5 separate regions of the Mus musculus genome follow, and all the other regions are linked to region 3. Evidence: chromatin contacts called from public HiCAR-type and promoter capture Hi-C data. All regions are on one chromosome and are shown on one strand. The core of a region is the stretch at or near the end of the contact, and the rest is flanking DNA. Distances in the headings are between cores, read along the strand shown. Region 1 holds the start of Gramd4 (GRAM domain containing 4). Region 2 holds the start of Trmu (tRNA 5-methylaminomethyl-2-thiouridylate methyltransferase). Region 3 holds the start of Pim3 (proviral integration site 3). Region 4 overlaps Gramd4 (GRAM domain containing 4). Region 5 holds the start of Celsr1 (cadherin, EGF LAG seven-pass G-type receptor 1).

The links. Promoter capture Hi-C pulls out the DNA fragments that hold promoters and counts their contacts. HiCAR-type assays count read pairs that join an accessible place to other places.
Region 1: a promoter capture Hi-C map of embryonic stem cells shows a contact between it and region 3, with 4 times the contacts expected there. The contact joins the promoter of Gramd4 here to the promoter of Pim3 in region 3. A contact is called at or near these places in 2 of 39 promoter capture datasets (cranial neural crest and embryonic stem cells) and 2 of 115 datasets of contacts at active chromatin or transcription factors (acute myeloid leukemia and large pre-B cells).
Region 2: a promoter capture Hi-C map of hippocampal neurons shows a contact between it and region 3, with 4 times the contacts expected there. The contact joins the promoter of Trmu here to the promoter of Pim3 in region 3. A contact is called at or near these places in 1 of 39 promoter capture datasets (hippocampal neurons), 1 of 115 datasets of contacts at active chromatin or transcription factors (forebrain) and 1 of 9 other capture datasets (embryonic stem cells).
Region 4: a promoter capture Hi-C map of trophoblast stem cells shows a contact between it and region 3, with 9 times the contacts expected there. The contact joins the enhancer-like site here to the promoter of Pim3 in region 3. A contact is called at or near these places in 5 of 39 promoter capture datasets (the 3T3-L1 cell line, cranial neural crest, liver and 1 more) and 1 of 115 datasets of contacts at active chromatin or transcription factors (acute myeloid leukemia).
Region 5: a HiCAR-type map of astrocytes shows a contact between it and region 3, with 4 times the contacts expected there. The contact joins the promoter of Celsr1 here to the promoter of Pim3 in region 3. A contact is called at or near these places in 2 of 39 promoter capture datasets (cranial neural crest and embryonic stem cells), 1 of 484 Hi-C or Micro-C datasets (embryonic stem cells) and 3 of 115 datasets of contacts at active chromatin or transcription factors (astrocytes, embryonic stem cells and epiblast stem cells).

The regions. Positions count from the first base shown.
Region 1 is chr15:86,057,360-86,060,059 of GRCm38.p6, reverse strand. Gramd4 (GRAM domain containing 4) reads right to left here and starts at 1,298. Exons shown (of 19, transcript NM_001379572.1): 1 at 1,099-1,298. The coding sequence starts at 1,127. Gm41375 (a long non-coding RNA gene) reads left to right here and starts at 1,444. Exons shown (of 3, transcript XR_875536.2): 1 at 1,444-1,668.
Region 2 is chr15:85,877,910-85,880,609 of GRCm38.p6, reverse strand. Trmu (tRNA 5-methylaminomethyl-2-thiouridylate methyltransferase) reads right to left here and starts at 1,283. Exons shown (of 11, transcript NM_028063.2): 1 at 1,152-1,283. The coding sequence starts at 1,233.
Region 3 is chr15:88,860,939-88,863,638 of GRCm38.p6, reverse strand. Pim3 (proviral integration site 3) reads right to left here and starts at 1,445. Exons shown (of 6, transcript NM_145478.2): 1 at 887-1,445; 2 at 692-801; 3 at 548-598; 4 at 91-460. The coding sequence starts at 971. Gm33049 reads right to left here. Exons shown (of 3, transcript XM_006521646.3): 3 at 1,133-1,806. The coding sequence ends at 1,159.
Region 4 is chr15:86,078,807-86,081,506 of GRCm38.p6, reverse strand. All of the region lies in intron 1 of Gramd4 (GRAM domain containing 4), which reads right to left. Among named protein-coding and RNA genes, the nearest start is that of Gm15722, 11 kb to the left of the region's middle. Within about 2 kb of position 1,421, at least 67 of the 459 cell types and tissues checked have an H3K27ac peak or open chromatin away from gene starts, as enhancers often do. A contact at or near this core is called in trophoblast stem cells, where this site is marked.
Region 5 is chr15:86,032,427-86,035,126 of GRCm38.p6, reverse strand. Celsr1 (cadherin, EGF LAG seven-pass G-type receptor 1) reads left to right here and starts at 1,350. Exons shown (of 35, transcript NM_009886.2): 1 at 1,350-2,700. The coding sequence starts at 1,357. Gm34764 (a long non-coding RNA gene) reads right to left here and starts at 874. Exons shown (of 3, transcript XR_384307.4): 1 at 560-874.

The DNA of each region.
Region 1 (2,700 bases), core at 49-2,548, 2.8 Mb after region 3:
TAGTCACCCACTGATAAGGAAACTGAGGCAGGGCTGGTTTTGTGACAGTGCCTTGCCCGATCTCACAGAACAGGTATCCGAGATAAACTAACTTCCAACTGTCCTTTATTTCAAACCCTACAGAGCCTGGACCATGACCCCTCCTTCTGAACCTGGCCCTAAAGCAAGCTCCTACCTGGCTGGGGTTCAGCGAAATTGAGGATTGGGGGGGGGAGTGCGTTAAGACTCAGCACCTTTAATTTTGTCCCTAATCTACACAAGGCAAGGCAGGAAGGGAACCCACTCTGAACAAGGTCCCCCCAAACTGAATCTCTCTTATCTCTGAAAATGGGAAGTTCCAAAGAGTACAAGGTTCTGCCTCTGGCCCTAGAAGCCTGCTTCTTACCCTGGCCACGGGTAGGAAGGCCACAGGGGAACCAACATCCAGACTAGTCAGTCCCTCTCCACCCTTCAGAGGTGCTGGTCCCGCTCTGGACAGATGAAGTCTTAGGTTAGGGACTGCCACACAGCACCCCACCTTAACGGTTGTATAAACACATAGGCCTAAGCTCCAGCCCAGGTGCCAACTGTCCCCAGAATCCCATAGGCTAATTCCAAATGAAAGGAAAAGATATAACAGAGAGCAGGGTGTGGAAAGGGAGCAAGCGTCCACAACTTTTCCCCGGGTCATCTGTTGGGCCACACCGGCCTGGACAGCCCTCCTCCTTTTCAGTCCTCCCCCACCACCAAGAGAGTGGGTCAGTAGGACGACATTTGCTGTGCCCTCATCCTGACCCCCCCGCTAGCGGCCTAGGCATGGTGACCCATCTAATGACTCCCCCACATCATAGTTTGGGCCCTGCGTCCCATCGACGTCTGCCTCTCGCCCACCAGGACCCTGACCCGCACAGCGCCCGTGGTACGCGCGAGGGGCGGCCGTGACGCGCGCCCCGGGAGCGTGTGTGCGGGGGCGCGCCCGCGCTGCTCCCCGAAGGGAGGGTCGCTGCTGTGGGCCACCGAGTGAGAGTGTGGGCACACGGGGTCGCGGCCCGGCAGCTAGGACAGAGCGTGGCCAGCGTCGCCCAGGTCCGTGTGGGAGTCCGCGTGCGCGCCGCTTACCCTGCGGGATGATCGGGGCCAACTCTCATCCACCCGCCGCCGCGGCGCCCCCCTGGCCGGCCACCCGGCCGCGCTGCACCTGCCGCCCTCCCGGGAGCCCAGCGGCGCCGGGGAGCGGGGACTACGCGGCCCCGCGGGTGCCGGCCACGAGCGCGGAGGCGGCGCCGCGTCGCGCGCTCACGTCCTGCTGCGCGGAGTCTGCGCGCCCCCCGACCGGGCCTGCGCAAGCCGCCGCCCCGCTCCGCCCCCTCGCCTCCCCGCCCTCCCTGCCCGGTGTGTGCGCGCGCGCGCGCCCGATCACGCGGCGCCGCCTTTGTTTGGGTGACCCACGTGGGTCCTCGCCGCGCGTGCCCACGCGCACGCGTGGCCGCCTGCCAGTCGCAGCCACGGGCACAACCGAGCACAAGGATACACTCCACTGTCACCTCTCTCCCGGCGAACTGGCTTGACGGTTACTGCCAAATGGAGACCCGCGCTTGGTGTAGAAATACTTGTCCTGGCACCGCCAGGCTGGACTCAGAGCACAGCTCCACACTGGGAAAAGGACATGGAACCTCCACCTGGAGGGCAGTGAGCAACTCCTCCCTTCTCTCCCACTCAGTACCTAACCAGGAATGCCACATACCTTTAAATGTCACCGTAGCGATAGGAAGCCTACTTTAGCTCTAGTACTATCTTAAAGGAAAAGAGATCCTCCAGGAGTCACTTCCCCCGTTTTGACTCGCCTTTCAAAAACCAGGGTTGACAAGGACCCAGAAAGATAACTAATGAACCTGGTAAAAGACCACACCCTCCAGAACCCCAGGCCCTAGCCTGGTTGGAGGACTGACCTGCAGCACCGTATGGGGTCTGACCTAGGAGGTCCACTGTAGGGTACGAGGGTGACTGTAGCAAACTCAGCATCAGCAAGTGGAGACAGCACATTAGACCTGTGACCACATGACCCGCTTGCACTGCGGGGCTTTGACGACCTCACCTCCAACCCTCTCAATCCAGAACTGTCCCCCACCTTATTATGTCTCAAGCACCCCAGGAGATTTGAGGAATGCTGAAGGACTCTGAAGCTTTCTGGGGGGTGGGGTGGGTGGGGGCAGGATTCAGGCCCCCTTTTGTCCTCCAGCATTGCCTACCTTCCAGACAGGCCTTTGTCCCAGGGTCTGGGGCTGGCATCCAGAGAGGCTCCTGTAGGTGAGCTCTCTCTCTCTCTGAATGCAGAGTGAGAAGCAATGCCCATGTGTAGCACAACATGAGGTCTGTCCAATGGCTCTTGGCTGGCAGTGTGAGATGCCAGGCTAAGCTGCCTGCAGGGCTTGGTCTTGGCAAGATGAGAGCTACTTTGGGCAGGAACCTCCTCTGAGTCACCTTTGTGCGGCATCCCAGCCCAATGCCACACCAATCTCGCTGGTTCCTCCTACCCCTGGCTTTCCCTGCTTCCTCTCTGTCCTACAGCAAAACCGGACTCTGGTCGTCGCCCCACCCCCACCGCCCCCTGCAAGCACAAGTGCTACTTTCCTGCCTCCAGGATTGCCTAGACCATATCCTCCCTGGGGCGCGGAGGAGGGGGGAGCCTCTCCACTCTGGCCCTACCCAACCTTCCAAGCT
Region 2 (2,700 bases), core at 34-2,533, 3.0 Mb after region 3:
GAAGCTGGGGCAGGAACTCAGGTCAGGAACCTGAAGGCAGAATTGAATCATAGGTTATAAAAGAATACTGCTTATGGGCTTGTTTCTTTGGCCTGCTCAGCCTGTTTTCTTATAAAACCTAGGACCACCTGCCCAGAGATAGCATTACTCCTAATGGAACGAGGCTTCCTACACCAATTATTAAGAGAAGGCCCCACTGACTAGCCTACAGGCCAGGGTGATGACAGTTTCTCAGCTGAGGTTCCCTCCTACCAGAGGACCCTAACATGTCACATAGTTTTAATGTGACATAAAAACTAGGCAGCAGTTGATCTCCCTTTAGTAGTAAAAGATAAATCTGTAAGAATGATGCCAACCTTTGCCACTTCCCAAAGCATCTAGTTACACAGTTCTCATTGGAAACCTTCAAAGACTCACACTGCCTACTCAACATTACCCCAAATTCCTTAATACCGTCAGCTTCACTAACCCCACTATATCCTATTCTGGCCGGCACTCTCTCCTCTGCCTCCTGCCTGTGTTACTGCAGCCAGTTCTTTGTAGAGAAATGCTTCCCTCTTCCTTTCTCACCATAGTACACACCTGTATCCTGTGGCTCTTTTACTCTGTCATAACAGCTGTGATTATAAAAGAATCGCTCCTGCTTTCCGATATATCTCACATTGTATAGCTAACCCTTTCAATACATACTGTGCCATTTAATCATTCCAGTCATCCCATATTACGGGTCATCCCATTTTTACTGGGGGGTGCTTAGTTAACTTGCCCAAGCCCAGGCTCCTGGCCCCGCGCCTCTGCACCCCGCGTGCCCCGGGGAAGATGATCCACGGCTGAGGGGGACTCCATTAAAAGCCGCCAAGGTGAATGCGGAGAGGTTGACACAAGGTGGGGCCACACAGCAGGAGGAATGTACACCGGTCGTTGGAATCAGATCCGAACCCTAAGGACCCATGAGGCTACATCTACAAGTCAGGAAGAACTGGTAGCTGTTCGGAGTGAAGTTTGTCATCCAACGAAGGAGAACACTGGAGTGATTTTGTCATTAGAGTTGGCGGTGTCCTCGCCTGGAGGCCCGCGGAGTCTGCAAAAGGCCAGGCCTCAGACCTGGAGGAGCCCAAGCTCCTGTCCCCAGTGAGGAACCCTGGCCTCACCTCTCCGCCGCAACAGCAGCGCCGCCACCGCGCTGTCCACACCGCCAGACAGGGCGCACACGACGTGCCGCAGCGCCGACATCAGGCTACACCGCGAGCTTTCTGGCTGCGTCCAAGCTACGCCGGAAGTCCCAGCCTCCGGGGGACGGGGGGGACGGGGGGGGGGGGCGTCCTCACTCTTCACCCGGCGGGAAACGTGCTCCGCTCACCCAGTGTTCTGCAGGCTTTTGGGTTCCGCGCGGCGGATCGGCCGAGGAGCACTAGGTGGCAGCATGTCCCAGATAGGCCAGCGATGAGTTGGTCGGGTCCGGCTTCTTAGCCACCACTCGCTGCCCTTGCGACGTTTTCTTCTGTGCTCAGCTGGCGCTCCTGGGTCAGCTGCACCAGGAACAGCCTCCGCTCGGGCTTGAGGTCTCAAAGGCGTTCCTGGGCACACACAAGGTCGAGATGCTGTGTCGGCCGCTGGCTCCTCCTGTTTACCCGCTGGAGGGACAGGGCTGTCAACACGTTCTCATTGGATTCTAGATGCTTGCGGGCCTGGCGGGTGCAGAGCCAGTGGAGGACAAAGCATAGTGGACCGTTGCTCAGTAAGGCTTTGCTAGCAGCTCAGTCAACGGGTTGGAGTAGGGGATGGGAGCGTAGTTAACCAGACCCAGACAGTAGCTGGGAAGGATGGGCCACGGAAGACTGGGAGAGTTTGGAGTCGCACCTGTTCATCCTGGTGCCTGTGATTTAAGAGTGTTTGTTTCGTGGGCCATTCTTGGAGGACGAACGAGCACTCTGCGGGGATCAGCTCTAACGAGTGGATGCTTTGGGGACCTCAGGCTGGAGCTGTGGCTCTTCCTGAATTGATTGTGGGGGGCCTCGCACATGACAGATGTTGAGTGGCTGCTGGAAGAAAATAGATACGAGTCCTGGGACAGAAAGAGAGAGAGAGAGAGAGAGAGAAGAGAGAGAGAGAGAGAGAGAGAGAGAGAGAGAGAGAGAGAGAGAGAGAGAGACAAAAGGGCAGGGGGTCATGTCTGTGGAGTGTTCTAGCCTTGAGGACCAGGACCTCCCTTCTTGGGTATGGGCATTTAGTATAGCAAATCTCACTTTTCCTACCAGAACCTATGATAGGGCCAACCACAAAGTAGCAGAAACCAGACAAACCTATGTTAGAATTTTTGTCTACTTGACACAAGCTAGGGGTGGGGGGACATCAATTGAGAAAATGCTTCCATTAGATTGGCCCTTAGACAAGTCTGTGAGATTTGTTGATTGATGTGAGAGCCACACCAGTGCAGGTGATCTTGGGTTGTAAAAGAAGGCAAACTAATCAAGCCATGCGGAGCAAGCCAGTAAGCAGTGTTCCTCCATGGCCTCTGCTTCAGTTCCTGTCAAAATTCCGTCTCTAACTTTCCTTCAGGTTGGTCTGTGATTCGGATGTGCAAACCACATAAATAAACCCTTTCCTCCCTGCGCTGCTGTTGGCCAGTATTTTCTTACACTAGAGAGAAAACTGGGGCGTTTCTTTTTCCTGCACAAGGTGTTTTTTGCTTCCCTATAA
Region 3 (2,700 bases), core at 196-2,695:
CGGTGTCCCCAGTCCCCCCCACCCCTCCCGTAAGCCAGGCGTGGCGCGTGGCCGCCTAACAGTCGCCGGAACGCCGCACCACCTGCTCACCATCAAAGTCAGTGTAGACCGTGTCCTTGAGCACCGCGCCCGAGCCGAAGTCGATGAGCTTCAGCTCTCCCGAGCGCAGGTCCACCAGCAGGTTCTCGTCCTTGATGTCGCGGTGCACGACCCCACAATTGTGGCAGTGCCGCACAGCGGCAAGCACCTGCGCGAAGAAGCGACGCGCCAGCGGCTCGTCCAGGGCGCCTCGTTCAGTGATGAAGTCGAAGAGGTCCTGTGCCGGCTCGGGTCGCTCCAGCACCAACAAGAAGCCGTCGGGCCGCTCGAACCAGTCCAGCAAGCGGATGACGCCGCGCGCGCCGCCCGCCGCGCCCACCTTGCGCAGCAGCACCACCTCCAGGGGCACGGCCACTCCGCCCTGGGGGACAAGGCGGTCATCGGACAAAGCCAAGGCAACCCACACCCGCATGCCCCGCACCCGCACGCCCCGCACCCGCATACTTACGAGACTGCCCCACTCGGTCACCCGCTCCTTCACCACGTGCTTCACAGCCACCTGCGGGGAAAAGAGGGGGCGACACGCGAGCGGTCAGACGGGCGGCCGAGCGTGGCGATCGTCCACGCGGGTGCGCCCGGAGCCACGACTCACCGGGAGTCCGTCGGCGATGCGGCTGCCCGCGTAGACCGTGCCGAAGCCGCCGCTGCCCAGCACGGCGCCCACCTGGTACACCTTCTCGAAGCTCTCCTTGTCAGCCTTGGCTGTGGGACAAACAATCGGGTTGATGATGACCCAAAGCCACCCCCCGGCCCCCGCCCAGGCCCCCTCCCTGGTCCCCACACATACCTGGCTGTAGGATCTTCACTGGGAGGTGGTCCACGCCGCCAGGCCCGCAGAGGTGCGCCAGGGAGCCGAACTTGGACAGCAGCATCGCGGGTGGCCTCGCGTGCGGTGCCGCCTCTGACCCGTCCGGCAAGGACGCGGGAGGGCGGTCTTCCTGACCGCAGACAGCGCGGCGGATCCCACGGCCCCGAGGCCGAGCGCTCAGCGGGGCAGCCGCGCGGCGCAGTTGCCCGGTGGCCGCGCGAAAGCGCGTAGACGGCAGCTGGCCGAGCAGCTCACACGCCCCGGCCGCCTCGCCCCGGGGTTTTGGACCACGGAGATGTGTATCCTTCCGCGGAGGCGGGGCCGCCTGAAGCTCCGCCTCCTTCCGCCCGAGGCTCGCTTTGCGGTGTGGCTGTTTTGAGTCTCGCAGGGCGGTGCTGGGGAAGCCGGACGCTCCCTGTCGTTTCACCAAGGGCTGGTGGCGCGCGGGGACGACGACCCGTCCGGACTAGCTTGCCGTAGTAGAGTCGCGGAGGTGCACGGCGTTCCGCGGCTTTCACGGCGCTCTCACCCGCCCTGCGCACGCGCAGCTCGCGCGCGGGCGGCGGCCCCCTTATGTCTCCGGCAGCGCGGGCGGGGCCGCATAAGCCAATGAAAATCGAGGTTTTGAAAGGACACGGGGACTCAGCCAATGGCAGCGTAGGGCGGGGCCTTCCGAGCCTCGCCCCCCAGGCCGCGCTGAGGAAGGTCACTCTCCGGCTCCGCGAGTTACGCGTGTTGTTCCCTCGTTCTTCGTGGGCGTTTGTGGCTGGGGGTGTGCGAGGAGTCGGCCCCCTCTGAGAAGCGGAAGTCCGGGAGGACAGTCGTGCGGCCCTGAGGCCTACGCTGACACTAGCTCTGTGTGCGTCACCCGCTGCTCGCGCGCCACGATGCGCACGTGGCTGGGCGACAGAGAAAGCATTGCCCTCAGACCTCTCAACCCAGCCTCAGCTCCCTGGAGCACACCTTGAGTGTTCGCCCATCAGCTAGGCTCAGATCTCATGCTCCTAGCTGGGTACTTATGAGAGCCTCCTAAACCCTAGATCCTCCCTCCTGGGAACTTGTCCCTCTGCTCTAAGGCCATCTGACAAAGTGTCCCTTTAGCTGCTCACAACTACCAAAGGTCCTTTGTTGATGACTATTATGCCCATAGTTCCGTCCTGAGCAGCTCAAGTAGACACAGCCTACAGCAGTCTCCCTGTGTCCTTTTTACCTATACCTTAAGACACCAGTGAAATTAGACTCAACTGTTGTTGACCCCTGGCTAAGTCACTGACCCAAGAGCAACCCAGGACTTGGAGTTGTCATCTGTCATAGCTGGGTGAGAATGAGTTGAGAGCCATTGCTCCCTGGACTTCAGTTTGATGTCTAAACGATTCAACTGTCGTTCCTGAACTGCTACTACTTGGGGGATCTGGAGCCTGGCTTCCCACTGGCTTATCCATGTTCCTCCACTAACACCGCAATCCACACTTTCTCTCTCTGGAACCTTTCTGAGGCGCCTACTGCCTTGACACTATTTGGGGCCCACCTGGTTTCCTCACCCCCTTTCTGTCTTTGTGGCCTAGACCCTCAACAGTCTGGACACACTCAGGCCCTCGGAATAGGTCTCAGGTTCTTGGAGCTCTGTCTGGCTGTCTCCTAACATGCTTTCCAGGAGCTGACCACATCTGCCAAGAACAAAGCTTTCCATACCAGCTATCAGCAGGGTTTACAGGGTACCTGCTCAGGTGTGGGGGAGGGGCGGGGGTTGTCTGCCTGTGGGTGCTTTCAAAGGACCAGCTAAGAACCCAACA
Region 4 (2,700 bases), core at 172-2,671, 2.8 Mb after region 3:
ATTTCTCTGGTTTACTATCCGGGCACTATCGGGGATGGATAGACGTTTGTCCGTGTCTCTTCATATACAACCAAACACAAAAGCTAGCACTGGGTGAGGGTGAGGGACAAGCCAGGTGGGAGTCCCTAATTAACCCTGACTCTGGCTTTAAACAGCTTCCCAGCTGAAGAGCCCATGAGCTACCAAACCAGGTTCCTTCCTTCCAGTCACTTCCAGTTTTCTTAGCTTGGCTCAGCTGATATCAGAGGCCATGCCTGAGACTCTCACGCTGATCGGGCAAGCCCTGAATATGTTCCGACCGGCATTGCCAGCACAGCACTGCTATCAAATATTTTATATCTAAACCAGTACTCACCAGGGAGATGGTTCCTGCCAGCCTGGCAGCCCTCAACCCCTGGGCACCCCTCACTTGTAGCCACTGCTTTAAAACTCAGTCTCAGCCAGGTGGGCGGTGGCTCACGCCTTTAATCCTAGCGCTCAGGAGGCAGAGGGATGTGAATCTCTGAGTTCGAGGCCAGCCTCTGCTACAGAGTGAGTTGCGGGACAGTCGGGGTTTACACAAAGAAACCCTGTCTCAAAACAATAATAACAAAAACTAAACTAAACCAAACCAAAAAACTCTCAAGTCCCATGGACAGGAGAAAAATTTTAAAGCAAGTTGCAAAGCCCTCTGGGTACAACTGAAGCCTACAACACAGGTAATCTGAAAGCCGCATGCTGCAATCAGAGCTGTCTTAAGGCACAGTCTTCAGGGTAGCCCACAGGCAAAGTGGTAGGAAGACAAGTGTTCCTGGGAGTGCTACAGTCTGAGAGGACTTCAAGGGAGGCTCCAGCCAGTCAGTAAAGATAAAGTGTGTGAGTGTGCCACTGCTTGGGGACATTAAAGATCCTACTAGGTGTTCTGGGTGCACCTACTATGTGCCAGGCATGCTGCTTTTTTTTTTTTTTTTTTTTTAATCATCCTTGTTTGAGACAAGATCTCATGCTGGAGCCAAGGCTGGCTTGTAATTCACTATGTACCCAGGTTAGCTCCAAACTAGCAGCCATTCTCCTGCAGCAGCCTCCAGAGTGCCAGGATTGTAGACATGAGTTTTAGGTACACTTGATTTTGGGGCTGAGGTCCAGACAAGTAGAGGGTGATATTGCTGGAGCTGTGAATGCTAGACTCAGGAGGGAGAAGAGTGTCCCTAGCCTGAGGGACAGACAGTGACAGCCCAGGACGACAACTCCACTGAGGTTAAAAAAAAAAGTCAGCTGGTGGATATGCAGGGAAGGCAGTGTGGCCAGTGTCCTCTCAACAGAAAAAAACAGAGAGGAAATGGCAGGGAAATCTTATTAAGAATCATCTCATTTCAAGCACAGTATGGGGTGCCAAGTGACCTGTGACTCAGAGAGGTGACAAGGCGGTGGTCAAGACTCAGGAAATGAGCACAGGTCGTGGAGATGGAAACCAGCAGGCAGCTCTGGGTTCATCTGGGAGGCTCTGCCCAATTGCATGGGGCAGCAGAGGTAGCAGGAACTGGCCACAGGTAATTAGCCCCTCCAGCCTTCAACGATGCCAGCCATGCTCCCCTGAGGATAAGCGACCTGCTTGGCACTTCCCAGGCCACACCTCAGTGAAGCCCATGGACAGCAGCTGGGTTCCAGGCTCCTCATCTCTGTCTCTAGGCGTGACACACACTAAGAAAAAAACCCTGGAACTTTCTACGCTGACTACAGAGGCCTTCCTTTCTTAAGAGATGAAGAAACAGGAATCAGGGAGGAAAGATACGGCCATCACATGGTAGAAGATGGAATCTGGTCTTGCTGCTCTAGTCCTCTTCTGGGGCCCCTGCCAGGATGTGAGCCCGGGAATGAGGCAGGGTGAGTGGAGGAACTGAGGGGCCTGTTTCCAGGCAGTTGTGCTGCTGGTGGTGGTGGCAGTGTGTGTGCATTCGTGTGTGTGTGTGTGTGTGTGTGTGTGTGTGCATGTGCATGTGCACAGACACAACCACAGGGGATCATGGAGAACAGCAGGAAGACAGTCCCTCTAAGATTGAAAAGACCCAGTGACCCAGCGAGCTGACCTCTGAATCCACGTACAAGAGAATGGAATCAGCAGTCGGGGCTGAGGTGTCCACAAACCTCTGCTCAAAGCACCTACGGAAGCACACCTGGCCATCCTTGGGCTGTCCCGTCACAGCGGACCCTGTGGAGAGCTACAGCGATGCAGGTGCCCCTCTTCTCCGTCCTCCTTCTCGTAATTTTTCTAAGTGAGCATGTGCTGTGGGTGCTGGCTGACGTGGAGTGGGGTTGTCATGGACATTATTCAGTAAGTTAATAAATATCTTTAAAGTCTTTTTGCTTTAACTTCTGGTACGAGAGGCAGCCATCGACACAACCCACATAAACACAGCCTGGAATGTCTTCAGCCCCCGAAGGCTGTGAGGGAACCAAGATGGAGGTGGGGACGAAGCAGGAAGGAGTGGGAGGCGGTAGTGGGAGGCGGTAGGGGCGGAAGGCAGACTCGGAGGCCTCCCGGATAGACACCAGGCAACCAGTGGACAGCCTGCCCGTGACCTCTGACCTGCCACTAGGTCTTGGAGGACCGAAGCAGGTCCTACAGGGAGCTATATCTAGGCATAATCTGGAAGAGGAGCCGGGTCAAGAGAGTCTCACTTTAAAGAGAAGGTCAGAGGAGACCCAGAACACCACATGTCA
Region 5 (2,700 bases), core at 101-2,600, 2.8 Mb after region 3:
GTGGGGAAAATGTTGCAAAGGTCCGCCTCTCCCCTCCCTAGTTCGGAAGCACCGCCTTTAAGGTGTGCTCCTTTGGAATCTAGGCTCGGTCTTGCGGCTCTGAAGCCACGCCCCACCCTTTCACGCAGGGCGAGAGTGATTCTCCAGCCCCCTTCTGGTTTTCCCCAGGTTCTCACGGATCCTGCCCCCTCAGTGTTTGCTTGTCCCCTGATGGGCAGTAACTAGGGGTTTGGTGACAGACGGTCTCCTCCACCAATGTTCAGGCCCCACAGCATGTTCTGGGGAACAAGGCCCCTCCCACTGTCACCTCCAAACTACATTATTTTTCTTTCCAATTTAAATGTTGCACTTTAAACAAAGTGGAACCCGAATCCGGTTAACTGCCCATGAGATTTCAAAATCCAAGGAACTCCTTGGAGTTAAGCATTTGAGCTCCCGCGAGGCTGGAGTCTAACAGTCTCCCAGTCCCCTGCCACCGCCACGACTCTACCGAAGTTTTCTAGCACCTCTGTATCTTGGAACTCTAGATCTAACTCTCTCGACGCCAGGGGTGGCTTACTCATAGATCTGCACTATCAGGTGCAATGCGAGGATTGAACAGCACTCGGCCCAGAGGAAACTGTACGAGGGACTCTTTAGCAGCCGCGGCCCGGGACTCTAGAGCAGTAGTTGAGCGCCACGCTCCCAGGGCCCGGTCCTCTGCGGATGTTGGGTGCCAAGACCGAAAGGGAAGGGGCTGGAGGCCAGGCCCCGCTAGGGCCGCGCCCCCACGTCTCCATGGAGATCATCGGGGCGCGCACCTCCTGGCTGGCTCCCTCCCCATCATCCTCCCCCTCCCAGGGCTGAACAATGAGCCACTGGGAGGGGGCGGGGCGGGGCCGGGGGCGGGGAGAGAGAGAGAGTGGCGGGGGCGCTGGCAAAGCACACCGCCTAGCCAGCAATCCGTCGCCAGGGTCTGCGGGCGGTGTGGTGATCGCAGCCCCCGCCCCGCCCCGGGCCCGCCCAGCTTCCCACGCCCGCCCAGCAGAGTCGGTGCTGGGGCCACCTGGAGCCGCCTGGAGCCGGCGCTGCTGCAGGTTGATGCGCGGCGCCCTCCCGGGACGCACGGAGGAGCCATCTTGAAACCAACTTGGCAAACTTTCGCAAAGTGCTCTCGAAGTGGAAGCTGAGCGGGAGGCCGGGCGCGCGGCCCCCGGTGTCCTCGCCAGGGCCCCCGGGGAGGCAGAGCGCGGGCCGCCCCGAGGGCCCGGCGCTGGGCGCGCGGGAGCCGCCCCCCGGCCGCGCCGGGTGGATGCGGAGGTGCGCCGGGTGCATGGATTGTGCTCCGGCGCCCGGCTCGGGCTGCGGCTCCGGGCCATGGCGCCGTCATCGCCGCGCGTGCTGCCCGCGCTGGTGTTGCTGGCCGCCGCCGCCCTGCCAGCCCTGGAGTTGGGAGCAGCCGCTTGGGAGCTGCGGGTGCCTGGCGGGGCCCGCGCCTTCGCTCTCGGACCCGGCTGGAGCTACAGGTTGGACACCACGCGCACGCCTCGGGAGCTGCTGGACGTGAGCCGCGAGGGGCCAGCAGCCGGTCGGAGGCTTGGGCTTGGCGCGGGGACTCTGGGCTGTGCCCGCTTGGCCGGGAGGCTGCTGCCGCTGCAGGTCCGGCTGGTCGCCCGCGGCGCCCCGACGGCCCCGAGCTTGGTACTAAGGGCACGCGCCTATGGTGCCCGCTGTGGGGTCCGGCTGTTGCGCCGCTCGGCCCGCGGTGCAGAGCTGCGCTCTCCGGCCGTCCGCTCAGTTCCTGGACTTGGAGATGCGCTCTGCTTCCCGGCCGCAGGCGGCGGCGCAGCCTCGCTGACTTCGGTGCTTGAGGCCATCACCAACTTCCCCGCCTGCAGCTGCCCGCCGGTCGCCGGGACCGGCTGCAGGCGCGGACCCATTTGCCTGCGGCCAGGAGGTTCAGCTGAGCTGCGTCTGGTGTGCGCCCTGGGACGCGCGGCAGGCGCCGTTTGGGTAGAGCTGGTAATAGAGGCGACCTCTGGGACGCCCTCAGAGTCGCCCTCGGTGTCGCCATCGTTGCTTAACCTGTCCCAACCTCGGGCGGGGGTGGTGCGACGGTCTAGGCGGGGCACGGGCAGCAGCACGAGCCCGCAGTTCCCGCTGCCCAGCTACCAGGTGTCAGTGCCTGAGAATGAGCCTGCGGGCACTGCGGTCATCGAACTGCGCGCGCACGACCCAGACGAAGGCGATGCAGGACGCCTTAGCTACCAGATGGAGGCGCTGTTCGATGAGCGCTCTAATGGCTACTTCCTCATCGATGCCGCCACGGGTGCAGTGACCACAGCCCGCTCCCTGGACCGGGAGACCAAGGACACTCATGTACTCAAAGTTAGTGCTGTGGACCACGGCTCCCCGAGGCGCTCAGCTGCCACCTACCTCACCGTAACTGTCAGTGACACTAACGACCACAGCCCAGTCTTTGAGCAGTCTGAGTATCGAGAGCGAATTCGAGAAAACCTGGAGGTGGGCTATGAGGTTCTGACCATCCGTGCCACCGACGGGGATGCCCCTTCCAACGCAAACATGCGCTATCGTCTGCTGGAGGGCGCAGGTGGTGTCTTTGAGATAGACGCACGATCAGGTGTCGTGCGCACACGGGCTGTGGTGGACCGTGAGGAGGCGGCTGAGTACCAGCTGCTGGTGGAGGCCAATGACCAGGGT